Linked DNA regions of Sus scrofa: regions 1, 3 and 4 are each linked to region 2. Evidence: chromatin contacts called from public HiChIP or PLAC-seq and promoter capture Hi-C data. All regions are on one chromosome and are shown on one strand. Each heading gives the region's core, a stretch centred on a gene start, on an enhancer-like site or on the middle of the called end of the contact. The rest is flanking DNA. Distances are from core to core; before and after follow the strand shown. Region 1 holds the start of INCENP (inner centromere protein). Region 2 holds the start of TMEM258 (transmembrane protein 258). Region 3 has its middle 28 kb from the start of INCENP. Region 4 holds the start of PHEROC (pheromaxein C subunit).

Evidence for each region. Promoter capture Hi-C pulls out the DNA fragments that hold promoters and counts their contacts. HiChIP or PLAC-seq counts read pairs in DNA pulled down with a chosen protein or histone mark.
Region 1: a contact with region 2 is called in a promoter capture Hi-C map of liver, with 7 times the contacts expected there. The contact joins the promoter of INCENP here to the promoter of TMEM258 in region 2. A contact is called at or near these places in 3 of 5 promoter capture datasets (fetal liver, fetal skeletal muscle and liver), 5 of 47 Hi-C or Micro-C datasets (blood, embryonic fibroblasts, liver and 2 more) and 1 of 2 datasets of contacts at active chromatin or transcription factors (alveolar macrophages).
Region 3: a contact with region 2 is called in an H3K27ac HiChIP or PLAC-seq map of alveolar macrophages. The contact joins the enhancer-like site here to the promoter of TMEM258 in region 2. A contact is called at or near these places in 24 of 47 Hi-C or Micro-C datasets (adipose tissue, alveolar macrophages, blood and 15 more) and 2 of 2 datasets of contacts at active chromatin or transcription factors (alveolar macrophages and skeletal muscle).
Region 4: a contact with region 2 is called in an H3K27ac HiChIP or PLAC-seq map of alveolar macrophages. The contact joins the promoter of PHEROC here to the promoter of TMEM258 in region 2. A contact is called at or near these places in 1 of 5 promoter capture datasets (fetal skeletal muscle), 8 of 47 Hi-C or Micro-C datasets (embryonic fibroblasts, mesenchymal stem cells, mesenteric adipose tissue and 3 more) and 1 of 2 datasets of contacts at active chromatin or transcription factors (alveolar macrophages).

Annotation. Positions count from the first base shown.
Region 1 is chr2:9,443,975-9,447,461 of Sscrofa11.1, reverse strand. INCENP (inner centromere protein) reads left to right here and starts at 1,637. Exons shown (of 20, transcript XM_021082921.1): 1 at 1,637-1,789.
Region 2 is chr2:9,754,968-9,758,283 of Sscrofa11.1, reverse strand. It overlaps TMEM258 (transmembrane protein 258), which reads right to left and starts at 1,314. Exons shown (of 4, transcript XM_003122626.6): 1 at 1,204-1,314. The coding sequence starts at 1,206. FEN1 (flap endonuclease 1) reads left to right here and starts at 1,421. Exons shown (of 2, transcript XM_003122627.5): 1 at 1,421-1,662.
Region 3 is chr2:9,472,668-9,475,897 of Sscrofa11.1, reverse strand. No RefSeq gene overlaps it. Among named protein-coding and RNA genes, the nearest start is that of INCENP, 28 kb to the right of the region's middle. Within about 2 kb of position 1,932, at least 4 of the 83 cell types and tissues checked have an H3K27ac peak or open chromatin away from gene starts, as enhancers often do. A contact at or near this core is called in alveolar macrophages, where this site is marked.
Region 4 is chr2:9,377,671-9,380,960 of Sscrofa11.1, reverse strand. It overlaps PHEROC (pheromaxein C subunit), which reads left to right and starts at 1,528. Exons shown (of 3, transcript NM_001123161.1): 1 at 1,528-1,582; 2 at 2,865-3,052. The coding sequence starts at 1,528.

The DNA.
Region 1 (3,487 bases), core at 388-2,887, 310 kb after region 2:
CCTAACAGGTACTCCCAAAGATACAATTTTATTTATTTATTTTCTTGGCCATGCCTACTGTAAGCCGAGCTCAGAGAAAAAGAGAATGAGTTGGGTGTTCAGGCAAAGAGAAGAAAGTTTGTTATAGGGGAAAGGGAGAGGGTGACAGACCCTTGAGAAGAGCCAGCCCCCCACCCTTCTCATGGGGCCTTCTTAGACCCCGTGGATGGGAAATAGGATTCCCTGAGGCGGGGGTGGGGGGTGGGAGAAGGTTAGTTATCTTTCGCCTGCAGCTGAACTCTGATGGTCACGTAGTCGTGAGAAAGTCAGAGGTGTCTCATGGTAGGGTGGTCTCATAATCCTGAGAAAGCGGGAGGTGTGTGGTGTCCCACAGGGAAGGGGGAAGGGTCTCACAGTCTTGGGAAAGCAGGCACCAGCAGCGAAAACAGGATGTCGCCTGAGCAAGGTGGTCAGTCTCATGAGTCAGCATAAAGAGCCATTTTAACAATGGGCCCCCACGTAGCCCCTAACACCTAGAGCATGCAGAAGTTCCAAGGCCAGGGATCGAACCCATACCACAGAAATATTAATGCTAGATCCTTAACCACTAGGCCACCAGTTAAGAACCGGATTTCCTTCTTTTTAAAGGCCTAAAGATATTCCACTGTATGTACATACCACATTTTTTTTTAATCCATTCATCTATGGACATTCAGGTTGCTTCCACCTCTTGGCTCTTATAAACAATGCTGCCAATGAGCAAGGGTGTACAAATATCTCTTTGAGCTTTAACTGTCTTATTTCACAGGTGATGGCAACCCTAACTCACAGAGTAAAGTGACTATCTAAACCGGCATCTCCAAACAATGGCAATCCTGAAATTTTGGATAATTTCTTGCTGATGGAAGGCAGCTCTCTGCACTTGTAAGGTGTTTAGCAGCTAGGCTGGCCTCTAGCAACTAGATATCAACAGTACCCCTTGCTCCTTCAAACAAACCAAAATCTATTTATTTACACATTGCCAAATTGGGGGTGGGAGGGCAAAACTGCCGCAGTTGAGAACCAATACTCTAAAGAAACACGCGGGTCCAGCATAAGCAGGACCCAGACTGCTGTCACCCCAGAAATGATGGCGGGCTCTACAAAAAGCCAAACTCCAGTGCGACGTACAAAGCATTTTCTTTTTTCAACAAAGCATTTTCTCAAAAGTGGCGGCACAGGTAAGGACGTCACCCCGCAGAGCTGTCAACGTTGGGGGAAGAAAGGGCAAAGCAGAAGAGCCACCTCCCACCCTACCCTATCCCACCCCCGCAACTAGAGCACGACTTCCGGCCCTCGTCTAAGGCCGGACGCCCCGCCCAGGCCCGCGGGGCCCTCGCAGTGCACGCTGGGATTTGAAGTTCCGGCGTGCGAGATCTTACCTGCGCAACTCCCACAGCCGGCTACCTCCTCTCTAGGCCGCGCGCGGCCTCTCCCGGAAGCTGAGCGGGTTAAAGTTTCAACACTTCCTTTCCCCGCCTCTTAGTCCCGCAGATTGCCTGTCGAAGTAACCAATAGGTGGCCTGACTGTTGCTTCCTTTTACTTGATTGGCTTAGATTTTTGCAGCCGCCCAGACAAACTTGCTAGGGATTGGTCGAATCTTCAGTTTTGAAAATCGTAGAGTTGGCCCGCGCTGCACCGCCCGGTGGCTTCCCTGCAGCCGCGAGCCCTGGAGGCCTGGAGCGGTGGGACTTAGGCGGGCTAGGGTGTGTGCTGGGAAGGTCGCCGGACTTGGATCGGAGCAGCACTTCGGAGACGCCGTGCAGTCGAGTGAGTGCGCCCGGGCGGCCGGCGGGGGTGCGGGGTAGATAGCGATTTGTTACCCCTCCGGCCAGTCCCGGAGTGGGGGGCGTGACCCCCCCACTCCCCGCTGCGGCCTGGCAGGGAACGCATTACCTCTTCCAAGTGACGAGGTGACCTGCTTTGGTTCTGGGGCTTGAGACGACCCTCACCCTTCACCCGAGAGAATAACCTCATCCCCTCCCCTCCCGTGCTTAGCATCTTCTATGCCTAGGAAGCCCTTTGTTCACCTGGGCGCGCAGAAAGTGCACACCCGCCGGGTCGTGTGACGGGATTATGCCAGGTGGCATTTCTGTACAGTTAACCCTCGCTCGATACCTCTGCCATCAGCTGGGCAACATTTTAGACTGACCATTTCCGGGGGCCAGTGCTGTCCCTGATCCTGTCACTCTCCAAGCACGTTCGCTGTTCCACTGTGTCCTTCTCTGGGGAGCTCAGAGCCAGAACTGGGCGCCTGCCTTTCTGAGACTGAAATGGAGTAGGAGGCAAAGGTTTGTGGTTAAGAGCGCAGTTTAAATCCAGGCCCCACCCCTGACTCACCGGCTGACTTTGACTTAACTTATCTTTGCCTCAGTTTCCTCATCTGCATAAAGGTCTTCTTGAGGTTGTGGTGAGGAGTGAAATGATAAGCCACCCCATCGTGGAGCAGGACTCTTTAAAGAAAGCTGCTATTGTGACCTTCCTTCACTGAGATGCAGTTGCAGGGGTTAGGTGTCTGACTTCCTGCACCCTCCAAAGAACAGGCTTTGTGGCAGAGAGTGATGGGGGCTCTCGTCTGGCATATGATGTGAGAGAAGAATTGGGAGAGGAAGATGAGCTCCCTTTGCCCTTGGTGGGATGTAGGATGCTCTGGGTTTGTGCTCAGGTTCTTACAGGTGCTGAAGAGGCCTTTGCTGCTCTTCCCAGGACCCTCATTCTCACGCTGAGTCCTCCTTTCTCAGGATCACCTCTGATCTAATGAAAGTGACCCTGTTTTAAATACCCAAGCAGAGGCTGCTGAAAACAGACTTCCTCATGGAAGAAGCACTTTGTGAAAGAAGCTCTCACCCACTTTTGCCATTTTGAACAAATATTTTCAAAACAGCAAGTTGTGGGGAGTTCCCGTTGTGGCTCAGCAGGTTAAGAATCTGACTAGTAGCCATGAGGATGCGGGTTTGGCCCCTGGCCTCGCTCAGTGGGTTAAGGATCTGGCGTTGTCGCAAGGTGTGGTGTTGTAGGTCGCAGATGCGGATTGGTCCAGCATTGCCATGGCTGTGGTGTAGGCCGGAGCTGCAGCCCCTAGCCTGGAAACTTCCCTATGCCACAGGTGTGTCCCTAAAAAAAGGAAAAAACTAATAAAATCAAAAAAATTTAGCAGTTTGTTGCTTTTTGGAGCAACAAACTCTTTTGTCTTCCTAAAATGATTTTCTCTTTCCTGGCCTCAAACTGGGCTCCTACACTTAGTCAGGGCTGAGCTCGGAACAGAGGGGCTGGGGGGAGCCAGAGGGATGGCAGCAGAGAGGCTGTGCCCGTGACTGGCTCTGCCCAAGGCCTCTGTGATCCTGCCCAGCTGGCCCTGCCCTGATTAGTGCTGTCCTTGGCATCTAGGCGTAGGGCTTTGGACAAGGATGGCATGTCCTAACCTGTGTAGAATGAATGCATGTGGTGTCCCTGTGTGTGTGTGTGTTG
Region 2 (3,316 bases), core at 65-2,564:
CAGCAGCATGTGGAAGTTCCCGGGCCAGGGGCTGAACTCTCTCTGCAGTGGCAGCAACTCCAGCTTCGCAGCCCGCTCCACTACGGGGGAATTTGTAATTTTGCTTATGGTTTGAGAAGTTTTATGGACCCATGTCTGTAGGTATCAAGCTAAGAATCCTTGCTGGAAGACAGAACTGGACTGGTACCCTGATCTCAACTCCTGCACTAGTAAGGAATCTTGAGATCTACAGGCAAAAGACCTAAGTTATAATTCTGGCTCTAGTGAGTAAACATGAGTCTCAGTAAAGGGATTATAATAATCTCTCTCTCACAAGGTTGATGTATGATTTAAGGCAGATGACAAACGTCACAGCCTCTAACTCACTGCCTGGCATGGAGTAGTTGCTTAATGGCTTTTTGTTTCCTTCCCAAGGTTAGAGAGCAAATTATGAGATAATGCCTGTGAAAGAGGGCTGTAAAACGTAAAGTTCTGCACAAATGTTAACTCCCATTGTCACCCACCGCCCAACGCTTCTAAAATCCAGAACATAACAACTCTAGAGAAGTAAATTGACCCCATTGTTCTAAGAGACACTGGAATTCAATTCAGTAAACATGTATGTCCCCCCACCCCCCCAAATGATAAAGACAATCGCTGCCATTGACTGACCCTCCAATTGCAGGCCCCGTGTTTGGCACTGGGAATACAAAGATGAATAGACATCATCCCAGGGCTAGAGGCACGTCAGCTGGTGGTCACTAGTAGGCGTGGCAGATAACAAAGAAGTACATGACACGTGGCAAAAGGCTGGTACATAGGTTGTGGGAGCTCCCAGGAGAGAGGGGACAAGTGCCCGAGACAGCTGGAAGTGCTTCATCAAGAAGGTGACATTTGCCCAGGGCCGTGTAGGATAAGCACGAGTTCCACAGGGGGGAAAAACTTTCCAGATACACGTCACAGAAATCAAAACTCCAAGGTTTTTAAAATGCACCCCACGCTTCTAAATCGGGAGATCTGAAACCTAGTGAGATCAAAACCACAGCCTACGGAGTCTACGGCAAGGGGCTTCCCTTCCCCGCCCCTCAGCCCAAGCCGAAGGATCCAGGAGCCTCCCGCCCTCTGGACCTCGGGCGCCTGAGGCCTCTGCGAGAGAAACCGGCTGTGGGGCGAGCCCCGAGGGGTCCCCAGAGCCCTGTGGGAAACACCTCTCAATCCTCTCACCATTTTGCCGGGCACAGGGTAAACCGCCGTTCCGCCACCGGAAGAACACGTCGGCAGGAGCAGGCGCGCAGTTCAGCCGGAAGAGGAAGCGCAGCTGCGCGAGTGGCATTGTGGGATTTGTAGTCCTGTGGTGGGGGGCGGCAACGGGATCTGGGGCCGGCGGGGTCCCGGGGTGGAGTGGGAACAAGTGGTGGAGAAGGGTAGGGTCGGGTCGCTGAGCGAGCCTGTTCACCCTGGCTGGAGTCTTTGTCTTGAGAGAAGCAGGCCGAGGGCTCCGGGGCCTGTACTACACTTCCCAGGAGGCTGTGCGCCGCGGTAGGTCATGTGACGGGAGCGCGGGCTTTGGAAGGCGGCGGAGCGAGAGGCTACCCGCGGCTGAGGAGCGAGTTGGGCTGAGGTCGGCCCTGGGCCACACAGGAGCAATCGCCAGCTGCCGAGGCTTCACGTCCCAGAGGCCAGGTGAGACCCGCGGGAAGCGCCTCGAGAGCGGCGGGCCCGCTTTGCGCCGGGTGCTGGAGAAGGCCGGCCGCTGCCGTGCGCCGGACGGAGGGAGCGCGGGATTCGCCATCTGGCGGGCCCGCCACTTTCCGTTGTGAGCCTGGGGCCAGTCGCTGAACCCCCGAGCCTCTTTCTTCATTTGTAGAAGAAGGATAATAACTCCCACCTCCTGGAGTCGTTTTGTATGGTGACTTAGGTGCTGGAGGAGAGACAGTTTTGGAACTGCACTTGTCCAGATTCCTTTCCTTCCTGCCTTTGTCGGCCTCGGTGGTGGGATACTCGGCTAACGAGGCACTGGCTCCTGGGTACACATTCTAGCAAAGCAGATAGGTTGGGGCCTGAACCGAAGGATCGAGTGGGTTCTGGAGGGGGAATTTTTATAGAGCACCTAGCGTTTGTTGGAGGGGTTTTTGTCTGGTACCTCAGTTAACTCTGACAGTAATTCTGCAAGGCAGGCATGGTTCCCATACTTGATAGATGAGAAAACCAAACCTAAATGGCTTAGTAACGTCACAGACTAAGTGACATAATGGTATTACCGAGGTGGTGAGTGCTGGTGCCTGGGTTCAAGGCCACCGCCATTCGCAGGTGAGAACTAGGTGAGACGGACATTGAAGAAAAGGGCTTCAGGATGGTGGGAGGAAGGCACCGCCGAGCAAAAGTGAGACAGGGCGGTCCTTAGACCAGCCTTTCTCTTCGATTCTAAGAGTGTAAAGTTAAGTTGGGAATCAGCATGAAAGATCTTGATGCTGTAAGTCCCTTATGTTTTAGAAAGAACCCTGTGAAGGACGAGTGGGAACAATTAGAAGGCCTAGTGTACTATTTCTTTGAGTGTTGGACACAGTGCCAGTGGTGCCTTCAGCATCCTTTTTATTTTATTTTTTATTTTATTTTATTATTTCTAGGACCACACCCGCAGCACATGGAGGTTCCCAGGCAAGGGGTCAAATCAGAGCTGCAATTGCTGGCCTACACCACAGCCACAGCAATGCCAGATCCGAGCTGTGTCTGCGAACTGCACCACAGCTCACGGCAATGCTGGATCCTTAACCCACTGAGCGAGGCCAGGGATCGAACCCACAACCTCATGGTTCCTAGTCGGATTTGTTTCCTCTGCGCCACCACAGGAACTCCTCAACATCCTTTTTAAAAGTATTGAGTTATAACTGATATAACACAGGTATTATTACTTAAGATGAGTTCTTTTTTTTCAATTTAGTTTTTAGAAGATGGTGTCCACATGAAAAATATTAAGTGAATGAAAGTACAGGTTTTAGTGGGAAGTGGCAGAAAATTGTGAGGGTGGATTAGGCCCGACTGAAGTTTGGGAAATACTTCCGTAGGAAATCTTTTGTTGAGGGGCCTGGACCACAGAAATTCAGTTCTGGGCTGAGGGACTCCAGCATGCAGGCCCCTGCACCGGGACCTGGGGTGGAGTAGGAGCTGTGGAGCTCACAATTCAGACTTAGCAGTGGAGAGAAAATGTGGAAGTGGCAGACTTAAAACAGCATCACGTTAGAGGTGGAAGTGCTGAAGGGTTACTGCAGAGAGATCCAGGTGGTGTTGCAGAAGCCACAGCACTCCCATTCGGATGCTACTTTTGCCAGCTGCTCTG
Region 3 (3,230 bases), core at 683-3,182, 280 kb after region 2:
CCGCATCTGAGGCATATGGAGGTTCCCAGGCTAGGGGTTGAATCAGAGCTGTAGCTGCCGGCCTACACCACAGCCACAGCAATGCGGGATCTGAGCCGAGTCTGTGACCTATGCCACAGCTCATGGCAATGCCGGATGCTTAACCCACTGAGCAAGGCGAGGGAGCGAACCCACATCCTTGTGGATACTAGTCAGGTTCATTAACCACTGAGCCACGACGGGAACTCCTCAGGAAACAAGCTTTAATTCTTCACTCATTCACTCAGCGATACTCTCGGTGCACCTGCTGTGGGCCAGGTGCCATTCTCCACGCTGGGGACCCAGCACTGCAGCATCCCACTCTTCGTGGAGTTTCCATCCTAGGGGGAGGAGATGGACCATACATGGTTAGACAAATAAACAAGAAACTATCCGGGAATAATTAGGGCTATAGGGAAAATGCACCTGGGACATGTCATGGAGGGATCTGGTGGCCACTTTAGACATAGAAGGAAACATACTGCATCCCAAACCCTGGGCAGTCAGATGCCTTCCTAACCCACCCACCCAGGTAAAACGTAGAGCCTCCTTTTTTTCTTTCTTTAAAATTCCTTTTTCTTTATATTTCTTAAAATTTTTATTTTATATTGGAGTATAGTTGATTTGCAGTGTTGTGTTGGTTTCAGATGTACAGCAAAGTGAATCAGTTATACATACATCCATTCTTTTTCATTCTTTCCCCATATAGGTTATTACAGAATATTGAGTAGAGTTCCCTGTGTGATATGGAGCCTTTTTTTTTTTTTTTTTTTTTTTTTGTCTTTTCTTGTCTTTTCTAGGGCTGTACCCGCAGCATATGGAGGTTCCCAGGCTAGGGGTCTAATCGGAGCTGTAGCCACCAGCCTACGCCAGAGCCACAGCAACTCGGGATCCGAGCCATGTCTGCAACCTACACCACAGCTCATGGCAACGCCGGATCCTTAACCCACTGAGCAAGGCCAGGGATCGAACCCACAACCTCATGGTTCCTAGTCGGATTCGTTAACCACTGCGCCACGATGGGAACTCCAGGCCTCCTTTTTTAAGGACATGAAAGGCCAACAATTCCTGCCCATGGACAGAGGTCACAGTCTCTTTATGAGTGCCCCTCTGAAAGGGAACACAAAAACAAAACTTTGTTGAAGTATGATTTACATGCAATAAAAGGTGCTTAAAAAAAAAATTGAGGAGTTCCCATCGTGGCTCAGCAGAAATGAATCTGACTAGCATCTGTGAGGACGCAGGTTCGATCCCTGGCCTTGCTCAGCATGTTAAGGATCCGGTGTTGCCGCGAGCTGTAGTGTGGGTCATAGACACCACTCGGATCCTGCATTTCTGTGCCTGTGGTGTAGGCTGGCAGCTACAGCTCCTATTGGACCCCTAGCCTGGGAACCTCCATATGCTGTGGGCAAGGCCCTAAAAAGATAAAAAAAAAAAGACGCTTTAATAGTTTTGACGAACATTTACAGTCATGAACCCACCAGTACAACCAAGATACGGAACCTCTCCACCGTCGCAGAAAGTTTCCTCCTGCACTTTTGAAGCCATTCCACCCCACTCCCACTGCCTGCCAAGAAATCACTGGTCTGCTTTTTGCCTTTTTTTTTTTTTTTTTTTTTTTTGGTCATTTTAGGGCAGCCCCTAAGGCCTATGGAAGTTCCCAGGCTAGGGGTCGAATTGGAGCGGCAGCCGCCACAGCAGATCTGAGCCACATCGGCAACACCAGATACTTAACCCACCGAGCGAGGTCGAGGATTGAACCCACAATCCTCATGGATACTAGGCGGGTCCTTCACCCACCGAGCCACCATGGGAACTCCCAAGGCAGATCCCGCTTGGCTGGTGAGACTGGCTTTCAGAGTAGGAGGTTTTTCATGCCCAGGAGGACAGGAAGAAGACAGGTCCCCACAAAGTGGTGGCATGACACCACCTAAAGGCGTTTTTGTGTCACAGAGAGGAAGTCTCACGGGCTTACAGTATGCTCGGTTCCTTGTCTCCATTGGGCCAGGAAAGCCGCTCAAAGGCATCCCATCCATCAATCATTGCATGTAGCTCAAACACGTGTTCAAGCCCTGAGGTCCAAACTGAGGACAAAGCCGTCAGGGTGTCCTTTAAACGAATGAAATGCCGATATGAAACTTCCTTTATTTAAAGCCGAGAGATTCAACAGGAGGCTCTGACATCAGCCCACCTGGATGCGAGCCTTGGAACCCTGGCTCCCCCGCTGCCTCTGCCTGAGGTTCACAAAGTGCAGCTTTAATCTTCATGTATTGCAGAGCCCTCATCTGTCAAGCGGGATGGATGATATTTACCCCACAGGTGGCGAGGATCGCATGAGATGACGCAGCCACGTGCTTAGAATAATAACTCTCCATCATTATCGGCTCAACGGAGGACACCACGACTATTAAAAATTACATAGGAGTTACGGTGGTGGCACAGCGGAGACAAATCTGACTAGTATCCATGAGCATGCAGGTTCGATCCCTGGACTCGCTCTGTGGATGGGGGATCCGACATTGGGGTGAGCTGTGGTGTAGGCTGACAGCTGTAGCTCCGATTCCACCCTCTAGCCTGGGAATCCATATGCCACAGGTGCAGCCCTAACAAGCAAAAACAAATAAATAAATAAACAAACAAACAAATAAAGATATTTGCACTGTCTTTTTTTCTTTTTTGTCTTTTTAGGGCCGCATCTGTGGCATATGGAGGTTCCCTGGCTAGGGGTCGAATCAGAGCTGAAGCCACTGGCCTAGGCCACAGCCACAGCAATGTGGGATCCGAGCCGTGTCTGCAATCTACACCACAGCTCATCACAGCGCTGGATCCTTAACCCACTCAGAGAGGTCAGGGATTGAACCTATGTCCTCATGGATGCTAGTCAGGTTCATTTCCACTGAGCCATGACGGGAACTCCTGCACTGTGTCTTTAAAAAAAATTATATAAACAGGAGTTCTCACTGTGGCTCAGTGGTAACCAACACAACTGGTATCCATGAGGATGTGGGTTCGATCCCTGGCCTAATTCAGTGGGTCAAGAATCCAGTGTTGCTGCAAGCTGCAGCGTAGATCACAGATGTGGCTCAGATCCCACATTGCTGTGGCTGTGGCATAGACTGGCAGCTGCAGCTCCGATTCGACCCCTAGCCTGGGAACTTCCACATGCCACAGGTGCGGCCCTAAAAAGAAAAAAAAATTATATAAATATAAAT
Region 4 (3,290 bases), core at 279-2,778, 380 kb after region 2:
GTCAAATCAGAGCTGTAGCCACTGGCCTACGCCACAGCCACAGCAACACCAGATCCAAGCCGTGTCTGTGACCTACACCACAGCTCACGGCAATGCCGGATCCTTAACCCACTGAGTGAGGCCAGGGATCAAACCCACAACCTCATGGTTCCTCGTCGGATTCGTTTTCGCTGTACCACGGCAGGAAATCCAATACCCATTTTTTTTGGTTGGTTTGTTTGTTTGTTTTCTTGTTTTTTAGGGCCACACCTGTGGCATATGGAGGTTCCCAAGCTAGGGATCAAACTGGAGCTATAGCTGCCAGCCTATGCCACAGCCCCAGCCACTTGGGATCCGAGCCGCATCTATGACCTACACCACAGCTCACGGCAATGCCAGATCCCAGACCCACTGAGTGAGGCCAAGGATTGAACCCGCAACCTCATGGTTATTAGTTGGATTCATTTCCACTGCAGCACAACAGGAACTCCAATGACCCTGTTTTAAGCCCCGTAAGATAGGCTCTTCACATAGAGCATCTGTCATCTTTTTAAAACTATCATTTCTAACCATTTTAGCAGTGAGGAAAAGGAACCTTGGAATGACCAGTGCTTTAAACTGTCCCAGGACGCTCCATGATTAGGTGCTGCATCCAAGTTTCAAATCCACATCTGCCTGAGCCCAGGTCCCATCCCCATCCCACCATTCACCACTGCCTCGGGCTCCGCAGTTGTTCTGCTTCACGGCAGCGGTTAAATCAGTGGAAGCAAAACCTGAAAAAGCTCACAAAAAGTAGATGAAAAATTAATTCATAGATTTATAATAGGGTGAATTTAGGAAACGGAGTTAACTAAGTGAGAGGGTCTTTGTAAAAACAACCCTCAGAGAAAGAGAAATATTATTAATATTTCCCATATTTGAAGCACCTTCCTGAAAAATTGTCTATGGGCCAGGGAGGTCTGCCTCCCAGAGGACATATGTGGTATTGCACCCAGCTCAGGTGTTCCGTGACCTGGAACAGAGGCACACACAGGCTGTGAAGCAATTTGCACTTAGCAGAAGAAAGAGAAGGGGGACAGAAGCAAGAGGAGGAGGAGGGGAAGAGAGAGGCGTGGGGAGGAAGAAGAGGCAGCGATGGGGAGGAAGAGGGAGAAGAGAACATGACCTTCACGGTGATAATAAAAAAACAAGCATGGCAACGCCAGCCCGCAATGTTGTACCTTACTGTTTAGAAAGCCTTTTGCATTAACGTAACCTAAAGTCATGTATCATTACTGCTGTTCCAAAGTTGGTTGGGGTCCAAAAGGAAAGTGTCTGTGTCCTTGATTTGCTACCAACAGGGCACAGGCTGGCTGGGCGCGGGTTGATCCCTGCTGTCACTTTCTGGTCCTATGCCAGCTTATTCCTGTGACTCATTCCCTCACTTGTGGGAGGGATTGGTGTGGTGACCTGGAGAATAAAAGGAGGCGTTCTGGGCGCTCGTCTCCAAAGGGAGTTCCTCTTTCTCTGCCACATTGGACTGAAGAGCCAACCACGGCTGCCTCCAACATGAAGCTGGCGATGGTGCTCATGCTGGTGGCCCTCCCCGTTTACTGCTCTGCAGGTGAGTCCTGACAGGGGGCACAGGCTTTGGGCTAAGCTGGGTGTCCGGTCCCCTGTGCAAGACTTCCCAATCCCCAAGGGCCAGGACAGGACAGGTCTGCACCCTATTGGCCAAAGGAGCATCACTGATTCCAGAAACTCTGAAAAGAGGTCCTCCGTGGGCTTTGCCTCTGCCCTGGAGCTGCACGTGTGTCTCGTGCCATTCCGGGTGTCCCGGCAGCATCACAGGTACCCTGAAACCAGAATGCATCATTCTTGAAAACTAGAATTGGGTGTTTCTGTGGGACGAGGGAAACATGCTCGTCCCACGCTCTATTTATGTCTAGATGGGTTTACTGAAAGAGGCACTTAAATACAAAAAGAAACAGGGAAACTGCAAGGAGAAAAAGCTCAGGACACAGTGTGTACCGAGCGCGGATCCCAACTCCCCACAATGTTCAGGGTTGGTTTGAGCCCTTCTGGAATGTTCCTACACCCAGTCCCTTTCCACTCAATGGTGGCTGAAGGAGAAGAGCGCACACTCCCTGGAGGTCTCCTGCCTTGACGAAGATCGAGCCAGAGAAAAATTCCCTGGCAGCTAAAACCTGGTCTTCAGTGATAGGTCACACATGTAGTTTGCTTTGTTCAATTGCCAAAGCTCTTTCAAATGCCCCCAGCTCATTTGTTCCTCAAGTATGTGGCGTGAGGTTCCAGGCGTCAAGTTCAAGGTCAACTATCTAGAAAACTGCAGACCCGAGAGTAAAACCCAGCTCCCACAGACCCAGCTCCAGAGCTCTTTTCCCCTCCCCCACTCACATCAATCCCTTCACAAACAAGAATTGCATGTGTGCGTTCTTTTTTGTTGCAGAAAAGCATTAGCCTCAACGGCGCGAAGGGACAATCTTCTAGACCCAATACATTTACTAGACTGGGCAATCCCTAGCTGTGGCTCTCAGTGACTAGAGTGAAACATCACATGACTCTGAAGAAAGAGCAGATAATAGCTATTAATGTGTAATAATATATTGCGCTGAGTGAGAGCATCTCCTGTCTCCAGCACCCTCCTTAATGGAGGTTACATAGTGTCTGGCTTCTGGAGGCCTATGAGAAGAAGGATAGATGATTTAGGGCTTAAGGAAAGCCCAGATCCTCAGTTCACGCTCATAGAATTGAGGATGCCAGACCCATTCACCATAATCTTCCTGAAGAGACATCTCTCCCGGGATGTAAGAGGATGACAAATATCCCAAAGAAGCTCATGCAACATTCTGAAGCCCACGTTTGCACCCTTACTTTCTCCCCAGGTTCTGGCTGTTCCTATCTTGAGAGAGTGATTTCAGATACCAGTGATTCCAGCGTAACCGCGGATGTGTATCTAGCATCTCTTCAAGAGTACATAAGCAGTGATGACACTACCCAGGCCATAAAGGAATTAAGGGAATGTTTTCTCAAGCAGTCAGAAGAGACTCTGGAAAATTTCAGCGTGTTTATGGTAATTTCAGCTTTTTCTGATGTGCTTCTAGAGACAGGGACAAGGAGGCTCAAAGTCTGTCACTCGTGCCAAAGCAAGTGATGAATGTGCTTTATTTCTGTTTATTGCATTGTGTGACAAGTCTGATGACTTTGACATCAAGAAAGACAATCAAGGCCACAGGGCCAATTTGCCACTTGGCAAAATCTTTCGTGAATCATAAGGGAAAAAGGCAAAAGAGGGAAAAGACCACTCAGGC